Linked DNA regions of Gossypium hirsutum: region 1 is linked to region 2. The links are chromatin contacts, called in public Hi-C maps. All regions are on one chromosome and are shown on one strand. Each heading gives the region's core, a stretch centred on a gene start, on an enhancer-like site or on the middle of the called end of the contact. The rest is flanking DNA. Distances are from core to core; before and after follow the strand shown. Region 1 holds the start of LOC121223175. Region 2 holds the start of LOC107947219 (L-type lectin-domain containing receptor kinase IX.1).

Region 1 (5,802 bases), core at 913-3,412, 230 kb after region 2:
GTTTGCTCATTTTCAATTAGACTAAGTAATGTTTAGATTCGTCTACTAATAAAATTTGTCTTTTTGTACTACGATCCAACCATGTAATCTGATTAGTATTATCTAAACATTTAGACAACCAATGAGCAACATTTTCTTCCATTTTGCTTTACATGCAAAAACCATGTGAGGACAATTATATAAAGTATATTAACGTAATCAATGAATTTGTTTTATTAACCAAGCTGTTCGAAAAAATTACAAGTGTATATTAACGAAAATACTACACTTAGCGCACCAAATCTATAAAGAAGAGAAAAGACTTTAACACTAAGTAAAATATTCATAATGGTTTTTCTAAAATTTTCAAGTTAAGTCAAAGGGTTTGAATCTGTTAGTAATGTCCCAGTCCGTCGAGTGGTCTGTTTGGCTCAATAATACACGCCATGTCTTCCTAACAGGCTAAGGGGTGTTACATTCAAGTAGATAGCCTTCTCCATTGGTTCCATAAGTCAACCCAGATCAAGTAGGTCAAATGAGCCACATTTAATAAGCTGACCTTCATGGGACGTTCTGTGCACAATGATCATGGGATTTGATTTGTTGCCCGTGACACTAGCTCATCATACTTTGATAATGAATATTTGTTAAAATTATAACCTTTCCAATTTTGAAATCTTGAAGAGAAAATCATAGATTGATGGAAAATTTCAAGGGAAAAGCTAGATAGAACTTTTGCAGTTTTTGGAAAATAATCATGCAAAATGGGGAATGGCCATTCCCTCCAACAAATTTTACAAAAATCAAAATTTTCCATTAAAGGCTTGGGATATTACAAGTTAGGGACCTTTAGCTCTTTAAATCATATGTTTTAATATTTACACATTAACCCTTCTAATTTTTCTAATTTTCCAATTTAGTTCATAAATCTTAATTACTAAAACTCTTTAAATGAACCCCTTAATAATTCTAATTAATATCTAATTACCTAATAATAACTCTCTAATCCTCTACCGTACAAATTCCCGGAAACCTCACAGTCTAACTTTCTGAAACGACTCTGTTTAAGAAATCCAATCCAAAACTGAATTTTTCAGCATCAAGAAAAAATTAAATTGTTGCACTCTTGTACCTATAAATTTTTATGCCCTGAAATGTCTATGAATGATGCCAAACATTCTCATTTTGTAATAGGACTTTGAAAATGATTGTTTAAAGATTCGAAATGCAAAAAAGATTTGGTTTTTGCAAAACCTTTACTCTTTTAAATAAAAAAAAGTTCACATTTTAGCCTTATAAGCAATCGAAAACCAATTTTATGTTTTCACAATATCCAAACACCTAAATAATGTTTTTTAAAGAAAATTGTTTTTAAATGTGTTTAAAACTTTGAAAATGTTGCATATAGTTTTAAGAACAAGTCAATATGACATCACTTATTCACATCGATTATCGGATCAAGTAAGGGATGTTATAGACTCTAGTTTAACTATGGAGAAAATAAACTCCAACATGTATAAGAACTTTCCCATTTTGGTAAAGTAAATAAAAATGAGCCCTTCACAAGGGATCATTCGGTGATCTAACACACTTAAAATCATATTTTGAGCAAGTTCAAGCACTATGATTTTTAGCCTACTAATAATTGTGAAAAGAATCACTATTTTATGTTGCAATAGAAGATATATGTTGAAATTGCAATCTCAATAAAATCCCTTTAAGATTGGAAGCTCAAGCTAAATTAGGGTTTAAAGTTTGGTAGGAGAAAGTTTAAGGATTATAGTATGGAAATGTAGCGTTTTATGTGAAAAATACAGAGATAGAAAAAGTATCGACTTCGACTCCCATGGAATCCAAAGTCCTCTCTACTTAATTTGAGTCGTTGGTGATCAAACATTAAATGTTGGATTATTGTATTTGGCATAACCTCAATATGCATGAGTATTAAAGTTTGGTTGATTACATTGATTCGAGCGTGATCTCAACGTGCATAGGCGATGACATTTTTTTTGTGTACCTATCAATATACCAAGGACTCAAAAATCTGCTGACATTAAATGTGAAATTGACCTCGAGAGGTCATGTGGTAGAGAAAAAAAACCCACATTTTAGTAAATAATTAGTGTGGAAAATTGATTAATTGTTTCTATGAAATTATAAAATAAAAATTTGAAAGTTAAAATATGATGTTAGTCTCTACGCTTTATACATTTACAGCATGTTTAGTTGAAGGTAATGGCTATGCCATTACCTGCCTATTACAAGCTTATTATGGTTCCCACTTAAACAGAGGTTTGGTTGTAGGGAACACCCTATTACTGGTGTATTCCATTCTGACCTTAAGTAGAAAAATTTGAGGCTTTCTATTCCCTTCCCTCTTCACCGTTTACCCATTCCGTCCCAAATTAACCCTATTTTACCCTCACAAATTCTCACCTCAAAAACACTCAACGGAAGCCATTTCTTGCTTCCTCCAACTCCAGCATTCCTCCCCTTCATCCAAGGTTAGGTAAACATTTTTTGGCTATCGCCATCTTAATCTTCATCTTCCTTCTAGTTGAACCTCCTTATTTACAGTAAGTGCCTTTGATTCCTTAATCAACGACATTTCTAGTTGAACTCTCAAAAGCCCTCACTCTTATAAACCCTTTGGCTATCGCAGTCTCCCAAATCACTCTACTCCAATTTGCTCTGCTTTCGCCTAACAAAAGCGAGATTTATAGATTTATTTCTCGTCTATCTGCCTCCAAATCAATGGTGAGCCCCTTGCTCTTTCTCTTCTTTTTTTGTTGTTCTCGATTTCTTAACTATAATATAGGGTTATTTTGTAAGAATAGAATTAGGAAGGGACCGTGCATATGTTTGTATGTGGTATAACCTTTGCTGTTTGCGTCTTTCACTTAGAATAGTGTTGTTTATGCTCATTTATACTAATCAAATCATATAATTTTGCAATCACTATGTACTAGTCCTCTAAAATCAAAGATTTTTCAATCACTATGTTTGAGTCTAAAATTTTACTTTTTATTAAGGGATAATAATAGATTTTGCAATCATTATGGACCTGGGCAAATAGATACAAGAAGGTATGGTGAGCAATATGCTAGTAAAGAAGAAGATGCAGACTGTGCTTTGCTTCCTGAGCAGACACCGTTCTACAAAGATCTGGTATCTTTCATTTGAATTTTGTATTATCTCATCCTAGTCATGTGGATTGGGAAATGTAGCATTGACAAATGTTACAGGCTACTGTGGCTGTTCAAGCAGGTGTATGCGTGGACATTTTTGCTGTTACAAATGAGTATACAGATTTGGCGTCTCTTAAATTTCTTAGCATAGAAAGTGGTGGCTTTTTGTTCTTATATGCAAATACAGATGATTCAACACTTCCTCAGGACATGTTAGTACTATAAGTTCCTTTAATTTATTCTTTTTTAAAGATGACAAAGTATATGTTTATATGGATACTTCATATCTACTTGAGTTAATTATATGGATATTCCATTTGAGTTCTGTTATTGATCTTACTTTGCAGGTACCGAATGCTAAGTCGACCATATGCTTTTAATTGCATACTAAGATTGAGAACATCTACTGAATTCAAGCTTGGCCATTCTGTAAGTTTTCCTCTTTCCACTTTCAAATTTTCTTATTGGGGAAATATCATCTAATAATTTTTGATTTCTCACTTCTTTTAATCCCACCTTTTGCAGTATGGTCACTTATTGCCAAATCCACAATATTACTAGTTCAGCACATCATTTGTTGTGATTTTTTTGCAACATATGCTTATGATTTTGATTTCGCTAATAATGTTGGATTTTACAGATATTAATTACTCATTACAATTTCGTTCTTTGGCTGCCACAGTCAATATTACTAGTATTTTTTATTGTTGAATCTGATGGACATACATTCTGGACTATTTTGCTCTAGAATGTAGGGACTTCATCTGGCATAGAATCTTATAACTTAGTATTCTACTTTCTTTGAGTTCTCTTGATTCAATAAAATATATTCATTATGCTCAGATTTGTAATATGTAAATTGTTACAGATTATACAATGTTATTATGATTATATATATTTCTCATTATATTAGTTTCTTGCCTGCACCAGATGGGCCCACCTAAATGCTTGAAACATGCTCCCTTCAAGTGTTTTGTGGTTGTGCTACCTTTTTTTGTTGATAGCAATTTGTGGAGCATTAATATTATATTATTTAGATATTTTAATCTCCTTTTTCCTTTGCAGACATTCTTCTGAACTACCTATAGTGCAGATTGCATTTCAGTACACTGTTGTTGTGCCCCCTAAGGAACTCTCGAGTTTAGGATTGGTGTCTTCTAGTAGGACTTAACAAAAAGTCTGTATTACATGGATCATTGTACTTATTCCCTTGTTCATTACCAAATTCCAGTACTCCCCAAACCAAATGGTTGGAGTTGGTATTAGAGTTTAATTTGTAAAACATAGATAAATGTAGGCATTGAGAAACCATTTTTTTTTTGTTAGAACATCAAATACATATGTAACTTTTTGTTAATATATGAATATTATATTTGGATGTGAAATATAATTCTCAAGTTACTTATTACTTCTAGTATTTTGTTTTTTATTGTAGAATAATTAAATTATTTGTTTCACTAATAATATTTTAGCACATTCAATATGTATTGCAGTTTAAAAATAATAAAGTACATTGCATATAATTTTTATAGTATTATATATTATGATTTTAGTAAATTCATATAAGAATAATTATATTAAGAATTTCATTAAATTATTTTTTTATTAAATTATATTTAATACTAATTAAATTAAAATATTATTAAATTATTTATTATTTTTATTAATAATCTTATTAAAATTTAATAACAATAACAATAATCATCAACCTACAAAAAATTCTGCTAAGGGTATTCTAGTCATTTTAGTTTTTTTCCTTATGCTATTACAACATCATTCCATTCAATCAAACACAAGAATACCATTACAGTTCTATTCCATTCCATTCAACCAAATAATTGAATTACTATTACAGCTCTATTCCATTACACCTCTATTCCATTACAGCTAGGGGTGAGCATTCGATCGAATCGAATAAAAAATTTTCGAGTTAATCGAGTTTTCGAATCTCATTTTATCATCCTAACTTTATTTGAAGTTTTCTCGAATCGAGCCGAGTGAGATGGAATTCGAATCGAATATATTTGTTCGAGTTAAATTTTAAAAAATAATTTTGGGTCCTTGTAACCATTGTCACCCATCGTAATAAAATTTGTCCACCTTAATCAAATTTTTTATTAACTTTCATCACTTCATAATTTATTTATTAATTTTTTATATATTGGTTAGCTTCTTTGCTTGCTTAGTTGTTTCAATTATCTTCTGATTCTTGTCACTATGTATTTTAGAATTAAAAAATATATTAAATGTAAAAATATGATTTTTTTAATAAAAGTTATTTTAAAAATAAAATGTGAAATTGATATCAATATAAAATTTTAACACGAATATTTTATGGCATAATTAATAATTCAATTTTAATATAAATATTCAATATGACTAAACAATTCAATAATATAAATAATATAAAATATGAAATTTAATTTAATAATATAAATAGTATATATAAATAAAATTATTACTATTTATGTTTAGTGATTTTTTTTGGATAATTTTGATTTTTTATTTGAGAGTAAAGGGTGAGAAGTAAAAGTTTAGGGGGAAAATAAAAAGTTTTGGGGAATAAAAGTTTGAGGGAAAGTAAATAGGGGGAGTAAAATTTTGGAGGGAAAATATAAAAAAAAATTGGAGGGGG
Region 2 (5,820 bases), core at 3,190-5,689:
AAAGTGATATTCTTTTCGAAAGAATATAATTCTTTTTCATTACTTTCCTTTTGTTTTCCTAATAATAATGGAATAATCTCAATTTTTTTCTGAGATATGATATCAAAAGAAAATAAAAGGAAGATATCCCTTAGTGTGTTAGTGTTACCAAGTAAACACTTAAAAAAAAAAGGTGTCTAGCAGCCATCTTTGAATACTCTCTGAAATTGTTCAAAGAGTTTTTTTTGTTAGTGGTTGACTGGGTGGACTACGTAGAGGCCAAGACATTTTTATTGCGGCTTGGATTGACATCACACAAAGGATTTCAACCAACAATGTTACACGCCGTTTTTCTGTTTGGAAATGCATGGTTATAGCCCAATAGCCCATTTAATTTATTAATTGCAAATGTTGTAATTTTATAAATATGGGTTGCGTGTTGTACCTTTCTATATTTCTCTTGTATTTCTCTTCTCATCTTACTCCTTCGTATGTAAAACGAGTTTCTATAATTGTAAATTGTACAAGCTGATGTGGATTAGAGGAAAAGAAGGTTGGGCTACCTAAAATGGAAAGGAAGCTTGAGAAGCGGCATACAGCATTAGGATTCCTTTCAGTTATCATATTGGCTTGGGAGGAACCATCTTAGTTTTATGAGCTATAACCATTGCACTTATTTACTGTTTTATATTTTTATTGTATATGATACAATCGATGATATGTTAGCATGCATGTTATAGGACAATGATAAGATCAATTAAAGGATTAAAATGGACAAATTTTGACCATTAATTTTGAGGTTAATTATATTAAAAATCCTTCAATAAAATTTTAAGTTAAGATTGCCTTCCAATATTTACCCTCATTAAAGCCTCGATCGATACAATGTGGGTTCTGCTAAAGCAAAGTACAAGTATCTATCTTAGTCAAAAGCGAAGAATAAGCAAGTGGTATTCACTAGTTATAATATCGATTAATAACTTAACTAGGTTACTCTAATATGATTAGATACCTAGAGGCAAGAGTTTTGGATAATCATGAGATGATTGGAATAAGAGTTTTTCACAAAATAGAGGAGTTACATGTGATGTAATTAGCAAGTGTTGCTTACCTAAATAACCATAATCTTGAGAGTAAAGCCAAAGCTAACTTAAGAAGAGATGAAATAATAATCCTTATCCACTAGAAAACTTTAGAAAAAGTCTTTCCGAAATTAAAATATGAGGGACATTAATTTTGAATAAAATAGTGGGAGCATCATTTGATAAAGTCCTTTTCAATTATTGTATTAAACTTGGTAAATGTACTTATGAGCATGTTTCATTATTGTAGATTTATTATGGCAAACAACACAAACTCTTTATCATTGCAATCTATCTTTAAGAGGACAAGTTGAATGGCTTGAACTTCCTTGACTAGTTCCGTGACTTGAAGATTTTCTTCAATGAAAAATAATATATATAATAAACATAAGATTCAAACTTCTTAAAGAAAAAGAAGGAATTGAGATTAGACTAAAGTAATCATCACTTACTTTTTATCAAGCTAGATTGGAAAGATTAGGTTCAACGAGAAACTTGAGAAGATGGAGGGGAAACGACTATGGAGAAATAGAAAAAAAATTAAAGAAAAGAAAAGATGAGTATAACATTATGTATCAGATTGAAAAAGATAGAAGAAAGAGCGCTAGGGATTTAGTTATAACCAAAGCAAAAAAGAGAGGAGGTGCAATAAAGAAAAAGAAAGGGAAAGGCGGCGGTGCAAGGTTGGTTGAAGTGGTGCAAACGGTGGAAAATGGTGGTTGTAGTGGCGACAAGAACAAAATGTGGTGGCACAAGAGGTGGATGATAGAAAAATGGAGAGATAAGAGAAAAGATGGAGAAGAAAACAAAATGAATTGTTTTCCTTAGTTACTAGGGATGAGTAGCAATAGTCAAAGGGGAGTAGAAATGGAATGTAAAGGAATCTAGGGAAAGAAAAGGAAAGATGGGGAACAAAGGGAGTGAAAAGTGGAGTAAACAAGGAAGGGAGGAGGAAAAGAAGGAAGGAAAGAATCTTATGCATAAGGCAACTATTTTAGCCGGCAATGGGGTTGACCAATGAGGTATGCCAAAATTAAAATAAAAAAGTAGAAGAAAGGACTCAAACTTGGGTCACAAGGATAGCTATGCTTGTTCTTAACCAATAGGCTAGATACTCATTCTTGTTTAAAAGCTAATGATAAATAAATAAAAATGGGGTGTGACATAAAATAGTAATTAAGTCATTTACCCTTTAGTTGGGCTATGAATTCCACTATTATGAATGATGTTATATACTACATAAATCATATACCCAACGCGCCAACTTTCGATTCCTTATCTATTTGAAATCAGACTTTTACTTACATCAAAGTATACGAATCATGCACTTATAGTCCATCATCCATTCGGGATTAAGGTATGCCACACTATGAACCTCACAAGTGAATTGATCCATAAATGGATCCAGAATCTATTCTACTTGGATCCTATCTGATGTACTGCCAGTCCAGACAGTCACATTTATGTCTCTATCTTCTGGGAGTCAACCGCTTCGATGCTCAAGACAAAGCATCTCCCCAATTGGACTTGATAGACGACATATTAGTTTTTCAACTGGTTTGCTCATTTTCAATTAGACTAAAGACATGTTTATGTTCATCTACTAATACAAGTTGTCTTTTCGTATTACAATATGACCACGTAATATCGCTTAGTATTTGAACATGAGATGACCAATGAGCCAATATTTGCTTTCATTTTACTTGTGTGCAAAAACATTGGTGACAATATACAAAGGGTATTAATTTAATTAATGAATATTTTTATTAAACCAATTTTTTTGAAAAATAAAAGTGTACATAAGACGAAAATACTATACTTAGGACACTAGATCCAACAATCTCCCCATATGTGGGTCAAGAGCAAGTTGGCCAAGTAGTCTACCACTATAGACCTAGGTAGAGCGGTAATTGGGCACACTGTTAATTACTTCATTTGGGACATGATAGTTTGTGTTAGGAGTGGCAATTAATGAGTGAGGTCCACCTGAGTATAGAGTCGAGGAATGACGACAAGGGGTTTGCTCAAAAGGTTGTCCTTGAAGAGCTGTCCAAAGAGTGTCTCCGAGAGGTGGAGGTATAACAACCCATATCATGGGTGTGTCATATATCTTGTTATATTAATATTATTATATTTTTAAATAAAAAATGTTTAATTAAAATTTTAAACCAAGAAATGCAAGGAATTAATTTTAGTTTCTAGATGAAGATATTGCTTCTGGCGTACATGGTTTTAGACTTTAAAGGCTCTTTGTTTCTTATTTTCAAACCCATGTGTTAAAAGATTCAACGATTCGCTAGTATATCGCACAATTAATTTACATGATTATAGTCTTGAAAGAAAACGGTTCCAAAAGACTTAATCGTGTACCAAAAATTCAAGTGTAGAACTATCAGCCAGTTTGATTAGGGGTGATAATGATTTTTACTAGATCCGATTGGATTTGAATTCGATTTAAATAATTAAAAAAATATTTTTTAAATTTAAATTTAATTAAAAATATATAAAATATCAATTAAAAATATTGTTTTATTGTTTTATTATTTTTTAATAATAAAATAGGTTTTCTGAAATCGGAGGTAATTTTTATTTTTAATATTTTTTGTTATTTACATTATAACGTGCTGCTAAAATTATATTTTATTAAAATATTTGTCTTTTGGTTTTTATAAATGAAAAGTAAATATTTTTAAAATTTGCCATAATTTCTTAACAAATATTTTTATTTATTTTTAATAGATATTTTCCCCTTGGTTTGGCTATAACAAAATAAAGTTAATCTATTAAATTAAACTGAAAAATAAAATGCTAATTTTTAAAGTGACAAAAGGTTTCTATCAAAAAAAGTATCATGGAGGCTCAGTATTAGGAGTTAGATTACATTTTACCTTTTTTCCATTCAAAAATAGGTAAATTAGTAATATATATTAGATTAAAGTGCAAACTAATCATTCTGTTAAAAATTTATTTATTTTTCTTGTTCGAACTTGGTTCATGTATGTTAGCATAAGCTACCCATCAGTCACGGTAGTTTTTAAAAGTACAAATGCATAGAAAATTTTAACATAAATAACGAATTTACTCTTTAAACTATCCTACCAAGATTAATTTATGTGATAAAATACAATTTAACTAAATTTCAAAATTCAATCAGTGAGAAACTCCTCCGTCATTTATAAAGAAAAAAAAATAGAAGGGTGGTGGTCTCGTTTTCTCAGACTCGGCTTCGTCGAAACTTCCTAATGATATTCATTTTTCTCCACTTGACTTGTAGATACATATCAATTCAGGAAATACTACATTAGCCTCGCTCGAAGGTTTCCTCAAAGAGTAGTACTCCAACTCAACCATAATTCTCAGTTCCTCAAAAATGAAAAACAAAGGGAAAAGAAGGTTTTTACACCATATATTTTTTTTCTATTTTATGATTACGCTTCCTTCATTTTATTTATTTATTAGTATTCACCTAATACCATTTTCATATTCATACTCACGTATAAAATATATATATAATTTTTTAGTGAAGTCCACTGGCAATTCCCAGTTGATTTAAACCACTTTATAGAGCTATGTGGCACTCATTATGGACCAGGATTAGTCAATGTTGGCGTCGATTCTGGGCTATGTCTCGAACATCATGACTTTGTTAATTCCGCATTTCCCACCAGAGTCCATACGACGACTGACTTAATTTAAGTCTTTTTATGCTCGTTTTCATATGTTTTATGATTCCATGCGAAGTAAAAAATTGAAGCTTATAGCTATACTTGTATGTGCCCTTGACATATAAGTTCCAGTAAGATATCCATCTATTTGGTATCTCTCTCAGTGCTATGGCCAACCATTCGTGTTGCTTATGGAGTTTTCTTCCCTTCATTTCCTTCCTGTTCCTTTTTCCTTGTGTTAACTCAGTTCACTTTAAGGTACCTCGTTTTAACCCTGAGGCAACCGGCATTCTCTACGAAGGGGATGCGAGACCTTTTGTTGGTTATGTTGAATTTAACTACATATCTTATCTGTGTCGGGTTGGTCGAGTTTCGTATTCTCGAGATGTGCCAATCTGGGATTCTCGTACTAACCAGGTTGCCGATTTTACCACCAGTTTCTCCTTCAACATAGACACCCAGGGCAAAACTCTGTCAAACTATGCAGCTGGGCTTGCTTTCTTTCTTGCTCCTGCTGGGTTTGATATCCCACCCAATTCTGCAGGTGGGTTCCTTGGCTTATTTAACACCACAACAAGCGATTCATCTCGGAACCAGATTGTTCTGGTCGAGTTCGACACTTACTCCAACTCTGAATGGGATCCTCCGGTTCAGCATATTGGGATCAACACCAATTCAATTGCTTCAGCTAAGTACACTCCTTGGAATTTCAGCTTGTACGATGGAAAAACTGCCAATGCATGGATTTCTTACAATGCCACTGCTCAGATTTTGAGCGTGACATTGAACTACAAGAACACAAGTATTTCTAAAAATAATTTCACTCTTTCCCATCATGTTGATCTCAAGGAAATCTTACCAGAGTGGGTCAAGGTTGGAATTTCAGCTGCTACGAGTCATAAGTCGGAGCGGCACCGACTTCTATCATGGGAATTCAGCTCAAGTTTAGAAATAAAGACAACTGATGAGGGAAAGAAGAGAAAGAGGAACAAAATAATAGTAGTACTTTTAGTTCTGCTGAGCATTTTAATGATTGTTGTCACCATATCATTCGTGTTTTTTCGGAGATGGAAGAAGATGAAAGAAGAAAGAGA

Evidence for each region. Hi-C and Micro-C count contacts between places; a contact is called where the count stands out from the background.
Region 1: a Hi-C map of leaf shows a contact between it and region 2, with 2.7 times the contacts expected there. The contact joins the promoter of LOC121223175 here to the promoter of LOC107947219 in region 2. A contact is called at or near these places in 2 of 34 Hi-C or Micro-C datasets (hypocotyl and leaf).

What each region holds. Positions count from the first base shown.
Region 1 is chrD11:31,526,784-31,532,585 of Gossypium_hirsutum_v2.1, forward strand. LOC121223175 reads left to right here and starts at 2,163. Exons shown (of 6, transcript XM_041104272.1): 1 at 2,163-2,211; 2 at 2,338-2,483; 3 at 2,642-2,736; 4 at 3,012-3,147; 5 at 3,225-3,379; 6 at 3,515-3,835. The coding sequence starts at 2,163. The coding sequence ends at 3,650.
Region 2 is chrD11:31,293,575-31,299,394 of Gossypium_hirsutum_v2.1, forward strand. It overlaps LOC107947219 (L-type lectin-domain containing receptor kinase IX.1), which reads left to right and starts at 4,440. Exons shown (of 1, transcript XM_041104036.1): 1 at 4,440-5,820. The coding sequence starts at 4,895.